2 separate regions of the Mus musculus genome follow, and region 2 is linked to region 1. Evidence: chromatin contacts called from public Hi-C data. All regions are on one chromosome and are shown on one strand. Each heading gives the region's core, a stretch centred on a gene start, on an enhancer-like site or on the middle of the called end of the contact. The rest is flanking DNA. Distances are from core to core; before and after follow the strand shown.

The links. A called contact is a pair of places that touch in the nucleus more often than the background predicts.
Region 2: a contact with region 1 is called in a Hi-C map of the N1E-115 cell line, with 3 times the contacts expected there. The contact joins two enhancer-like sites. A contact is called at or near these places in 2 of 484 Hi-C or Micro-C datasets (the N1E-115 cell line and cortical neurons).

The regions. Positions count from the first base shown.
Region 1 is chr10:108,830,728-108,834,145 of GRCm38.p6, forward strand. Syt1 (synaptotagmin I) reads right to left here. Exons shown (of 11, transcript NM_009306.3): 3 at 379-444. Among named protein-coding and RNA genes, the nearest start is that of Gm5136, 130 kb to the left of the region's middle. Within about 2 kb of position 1,619, at least 14 of the 459 cell types and tissues checked have an H3K27ac peak or open chromatin away from gene starts, as enhancers often do. A contact at or near this core is called in the N1E-115 cell line, where this site is marked.
Region 2 is chr10:109,135,805-109,139,244 of GRCm38.p6, forward strand. No RefSeq gene overlaps it. Among named protein-coding and RNA genes, the nearest start is that of Syt1, 130 kb to the left of the region's middle. Within about 2 kb of position 1,522, at least 52 of the 459 cell types and tissues checked have an H3K27ac peak or open chromatin away from gene starts, as enhancers often do. A contact at or near this core is called in the N1E-115 cell line, where this site is marked.

The sequences.
Region 1 (3,418 bases), core at 369-2,868:
CAACCATATTAACCTTCTACATTTTTCTAAAATGAATACATTTGTACCACATAAAAGTAAACTAATCATTTCTGCTTATTAGAGTTTCCCAGTTCCTCCCCTTTGGAATGATTCAATGTTACTCAAAATATATTGAGTCAACCTAAATATTTCAGCACCAGAGATGTATCACACAGATTACCTGCCCATTTATCTAAGAGGATTATAGGTTAAACGGTTCCAGTGGACTCCAGTGAATCGAAATTGAGTTTCAGAAGGCACCACTTACTTGCTACTCTGTTTTCTAATCCTAAAAATTAGGAAGGTAAATATTTGTGCAAAAGATGATCTAATTGTGCAGAAGGTCTCATGTAATTATTTTGACACTAAAGCACTTACTGTTCTGCTGGGGTAGTCTGGAGTATTTGGGTTTTTTTGTTCCTTTTGGAATCTCCTTTCTTCAATCTAAAAGAAAAAGAGTACATAAAATTACTTGAGACCATCTTAAATAGGACGTTAGCTTTATTAGTATTTCTAATTTAGATTCCTGCAATATGTCCATCTAAGTATAAAACATGGCATCATCATGAATATTTTGTATGTACAATGTAGTGCAAGAGAAAATAGAACTTTAAACAATTTGAGAGTTTGACCAGTATGATGTGGATAATTTACATAGTCATTCTGTAAAACATAAGTTAGAATATTATGCTCCTCATAGAGTGTTTTAAAAATGAAAGTAAGAAAGTTTGACCTGAAATCTTACATTTTTCCCTGGAGCTAGAAATTCTACTATATATTATAACTATTTTTCTATTTTTCAGACCTTAATAGTGGATTTAGAAATCACCTAATCCTATTACAGCACATTGGCTATATCTATAAATGCACATATATCCAGATATATAAACCCGTAAAATATTAGAATAAAAGGAAGTACACATTAGTATATTAAATATACTGCACTCAATTTAGTCTCAGAGAATGAGAATTTAAAGTCCTTTCTTTCCAAGTGTCAATATCAGGACTGCCTTCATGCACTAAATAATTTAATCAAGAATTTCTGACTTGGTTTGACAAGCGAGGAGCCCATAACTGAAATGTTAATGGTACAAGGCATAAGTACATTCCACTCCAAGTTCTCATCAGTTTTAGTTCTCAGAATGTGGATGTTCAAAACCAAGAAACAACAAAACATTTAAAAATAGGTTCCCCATAAGCATCCTTGTCTGCTCAATGGAACGATGCAAATATCATGGTGACAGCCTCTCCCGCTCCTGGCTCATGGAGGTGCTGAGTGGAACAGATCTGAAGTGACAGCTGTACCTTCCGAGCCACACTCCCTGCATCTGTTTAGTCTCCGAGGGCTGCTTTCATTTCATCTCTGCTTGAAACACAACTGTTTTCTAGTAAAATTTATGAGCTACGTTGATGTTAAAAATCACTTAGATTTACCTGGCCAACTCTTAACATACGATTTCAAGCCACAGTCACTTTATGTAAAATCTCAGTAGACCGTCCTAATACCCTGCCGCATTTTATTGATGTGAAACCTAAAACAAGATTCTATGTGTATGCATGTTAAAATTGCAGTGACGCGCAGCACTTTATAAGGGACTGGAAAGTGTGATAGGAAAAAACGCACTCTGTTAAAATACAAGAGAAGATTTGACGTTACGCGCACTTAACAGTGTTACTCACAGAGGGTCATGCTTCTCTAAGGGATAGTGTGAAAGGATTAAGTAGCTTTGGTGGCTTATGCTCTCTACAGGGCTTTGGTTTCATATGCATATCTGTCACAAGGATAAATGGGCAAGCTTGCTCCACTGTAGGGGACAAAAGACTGTTTTATACATAACCCATGCTCTGAATGTGGGTGTGTACAGTATTTTTATGGTAGGCAATTTCAGTCTCTTTCATGTATAAATGCCTTCTCTTTAATCCACAGAGAAAATGAAACAAAAACAGGCTGCATTATTACTGTGGAGTGTTCACCATTTATCTGCATGTTGATAGAAGTAAGGCAGAGCAAACTACTAAATCCACTCAGCTAATTTCTTGTATTCAGGTTTGCTTGTTATATGACTTGGCTTAAAACTCAAAAAATAATGTCTGTTTTGGTATATTTATATATTTTTATAAAATATTAGATACACTCAAAGCCAATAAAACTGAGGAGGTTTTATGGCTGTTTTCATCTATGTAGGCTTGACAAAGAGGAAAGGATACTTCCCAATTGCTGTTGGTAGCTGTAGACAGAAAGCAAGCTATCCAATAACTTATAGAGCTTATGAATACGTACAAAATAAGCCAAACCATCGATGCTTTAGACACCAGGAACACTTGTTTGCCTTTTATTTAAGCAGGCAGAGAACCATCCATATTATACTGGGGATTTCAAAGCAGCAGCTCTAAAGCTTTTTAAAATATACTTATTTTCAATAATGACAACAATAAACATTTAAGTGCAAACTTTATTTTTTTACATATGTCAAGTCTTTGTTCTTATGTAGATACTTACCTAAGCATTCACTACTATAGCATCCTGTTAGATACTCATGTAGGGTCGGAGTTAGAGCACAATATACAATCTCGCATGGAGGTTATATGCAAATGCCATCCCTTTAGATCTAAGTCAAGGAACTCATAGCAGAAGCCCTAGCCCAAATCTTTACATGTCAAAACTGTAAAAATTTGATACACTCTCAGCCTTCTCTCTTGCACCACATCTGACGGAAATGCTAAAACTCATGGCTAGGACATAGTTGTAAGGCTGAGTAGTAATGCTCTTAGCACAGATTTTTTTTTTCTAATCCTAAGGGATTTGGTTAGAATTCTTCTGGTTCATGTTTGTATTCTTGGAACAACAAGCAACAAGCCGATATTGCTAGAAAACAGGACATTATCCAGGTCATTAGTGACTATGTGTATGGAAGCTTTTATATACATAAACAAACAAACAAACAAACAAACAAACAAACAAACAACACACTGCATGACCAGATTAGGTACAAGACCAAAGGCAGGGCTGTGAAGAACAACTAGCTGCCAAGGACATCATTGCTACTGCCAAAGAAGTTAAATCATGGACTGTCAATTAGGCAATGGTTGTGTGTCAGTCAGATAATGCCCATCTCTGATTATTATTCTCTGCAATGTAAGAATATACCCAGATCCCAGAAAATACACAGAAATATACAATAAACTAAGATGTTATGAAATTTTGAGTTCTCAATGCAAATTCAAGTGGTTGAAAATATAGTAGGCAAATATATATAATATATAATAGATGTAGACATTATATATTATGTGCATATCTTTCAAAAACAAAACTTAACTCTTTGTAGAATTGTTAATACCTAAAACATATTGTATATTGTTTAATTTTGTAAATAGAATTTTGATTATAATTACATATTGTAAACAATTTATAGCTACT
Region 2 (3,440 bases), core at 272-2,771, 300 kb after region 1:
CATAGGATTGCCTTGTTGGGCACCAATGGGAGGAGAGGCCCTTGGTCCTGTGAAGGCTTGATGCCCCAGTGTAGGGGAATGCCAGGGCAGGAAGGCTGGAATGGGTGAGTGGGTGGAGGAACACCTTCATAGAAGCAGGGGGAGGGGGAATGGTATGAGGGGGCTTCCAGGGGAAATCAGGAAAGGAGATAACATTTAAAATGTAAATAAATAAAATATCAATAAAAGAAAAGAAAAAATGACTTTTGTCTTATTATACTTTATTTTGTTATGTTTTGTTGTCATGTCTAATAAGCCTGTTCTTTTATAATGAGAGACAGAAAGGGAGTAGAGGTGAAGGGAGTAGAAGAAATTAGGAGGGGTAGAGGGAGGAGAAACGAATGAGCACATAGTATATGAGAAAAAAATATTTTCAATAAAAAGGGGAAGTGGATTTCCATAGCTTATATATTTCTTTCTTTTTATTAGATATTTTCTTTATATTCATTTCAAATGCTATCCTGAACGTTCCCTATACCTTCCCCCCTGCCCTGTTCCCCTACCCACCCACTCCTGCTTCTTGGCCCTGGCATTCCTCTGTACTGGGGCATATAAAGTTTGCAATAACAAGGGGCCTCTCTTCCCAGTGATGGCTGACTAGGCCATCTTCTGCTAACTATGCAGCTTTTTCATGACTGTTAATTTATTGACATTCTCTCCCTCTCTCTCTCTTCTCTCTCTCTCTCTCTCTCTTCTCTCTCTCTCTCTCTCTCTCTCTCTCTCTCCCTCTCTCGCTCTGTGTGTGTGTGTGTATGTGTGTTATATAAGAGTTGACTTACTAGTACCCTGTGGTAGCTTCCAAAGATGGGGAGGAGGGAGATTATACAATTTGCTCTTTGACACAATGAACGAGATCATTCAACAGCAAGAATATATCTGACCCAAATATTTCTCATCATCATGTAGTTCTTAATTTGATGAGGACATTTAACTGTCTACATTTTGCTTTTCAACTGCATACCTCTGTTCGAATTTCAGACTCCAGTCCAGGGAGACAGTTTGATTTGAAGAGAAGGAAGCTCTTCATAGCTATTTTATAATTCTAGCTTTAAAATAGGACACAGCTTCCTCAGCTGAGGCACTGACAGTTTCCCTGAGGTAATGTAGGAGGTAGTCTGGTGGTAGGGAGAGACTCAAAGATCTGTTGTCATTTTTATATTCTGTAGGTAAACACAGGACATTACCACCTTGTCCTGCAGCATGGGAGTAGGGTAAGAGTATATGAGGCAAGTTAGTTCAAAGCAGGTGTCCATTAAGGGGATAGATGAGCAAAGTGAAGGGATTTTTATTTTAAAAAATTAATAAATGATAAGCATCTGAAAATTTAGAAATAGGAGTAACTCTGCAGGGATAGATGTCTGAAGGTGGTGTTAAGGGAAGGAGAGAAACCTGTGTTTCAGACGTGGATGCATCCAAGTAGTCCAGAGGAGCTGACATTCTTACTTTCACTTTCAGTTGCCTAAATGGCATTGCTTAACTCAGTGTGAGATTCTGGATTCTTCCCTTTAGCTGCAATGCTGAGTGGTCATTCAATATTTGCCTCACTGCCTATGGTGCAGAACTGTTGACATCTGGATGGAATCTAAGGTAGCATTTTATATTTTTCTATGGCCTTGTTATGTTGTAAACAGAAAAGAGTCAGGAAGACAGGAGGACTTATGCAGGAACTGCTAGAATGGAACCTTCATTTTAGCAACCACACAGATCTTTCATTATAACATAAATTAAGAGCCCACAAAGCCCAGACTCAAAGTAAAGTGCATTAAAGGAAGTTGCAACTTAGAAAAATCAAAGTACCGTTTCAGCTTTTAAAACACAGTAAAAAGGGACTTTCTGAAGTTCATTTTACAAGTCTTCCTTTGTTAGATAGCTTTGCTCTCTGTAGATCTTGAGCAGCTCCCAAATATGCTTTCTTCCCTCTTCACTTTCTTGGTTCCCTGGTTACTCTGAATCCAGCTTCAGTCCCCACACAGGGACCTCTCACCCTCCCTCCCTTCCTTCCTCTCCCTCCCCTTCTCCATCTCTTCCTCCTTTATCCTTCACCCCTCCCTCTCTATCTTCCCTTCTCCATCTCTTCCTCCCTTATTCTTCCCTCCTTCCCTCCCTCCCTCCTTCCCTCTCCCTTCCATTCTCCATCTCGTCCTCCTTTATCCTTCACCCCTCCCTCCCTCCCTCCTTCCCTCCTTCCCCCTCTCCCTCCTTCCCTCTCTCTTCCCTTCTCCATCTCTCCTTCCTTTATCCTTTATCACCTCCCTCCCTCCTTCCCTTCCTCCTCCCTCTTTCTTTCCTTCTCCAACTCTTCTCTCTTCTTCCTTTATCTCTCACACTCTCTCCCTCCCTTTCTCCATCCCTACAACTTTCATCTTGCCCCTAACACCAACAGTTCCCTACATCACATTTTTCTTCTACATGACTTGACCAGTGCTTCTGACTCCTCATATAAAAGTTTCTATCATCCCCCTTTCTCACGATATTTAGAAGGTATCTATTTAAATTCTCCCAGACTGTTTGGTAGAAAACTAACAAGGGAAGTATGGCTACAGGAATTCTTGAATTTTACTTTAGAAATTGTCTATACAATTTTTGGCATAATTTTTTTCTTTGTGCTTTAGAGTTTTTTCATTTTTAACTGATAAAATAAAGCATGTGCATATTATATTTTAAAAACAATAAATTAGGAAGATTATTTATGTAAAATGTCTAGGATCTAATTCAGCCATATTATTCCTTTTTTTTTTTTTAAACAAATCACTCCATAACTCTAGTGGAACATTAATGTCTGTAGAGAGGAGCACAAGAGAAAAATCTCATCAAACATTCACTGTGTTTAATGTAGTTCATTCAATATTCCTTGCTATTTGCATCAGCAGCTATAAAAATGATGTCTAACTAATAAAAAGGCTTAAGGGGAAAGAGCAACATTTTGTGCAAATAAGTTTATTATAAACTGGAAATGAGAACGTGAAGGCATTTTGGACTGACTTCACCTCTTTACTTTGGAAAAGAAGGAAGCTAAGCAGACTGGAACCTTTGTAGAATTAAATTATTCTATTTCTGAAGGCTATTAGGGAATTCTATGCTGACTTTGTACTTGACTCAATAGCCATATTAATGAGAATTCCTCCATAGAATATAAAGAATGTTCTTCTATGAAGAGGTAGATATATTAAATCAAGTTTGTAGGGTATTATTGACTAAAGTTCCATAAGAGTTTCTTACATTTTTGGCAAGAAAAATACCCGTGCAAAAATGTTTAAAATAAATTATTCACACTAATGGAAGATAGCATGCATTTTTTATATTTTTATATAAAATTAATAAAAATCATTAGAATGGGACTGCATTTTCAGATTGGTTTCTCGTGAGAGCTTTGCAGAAAGGCAGCACAGGCTGCTAGTTAA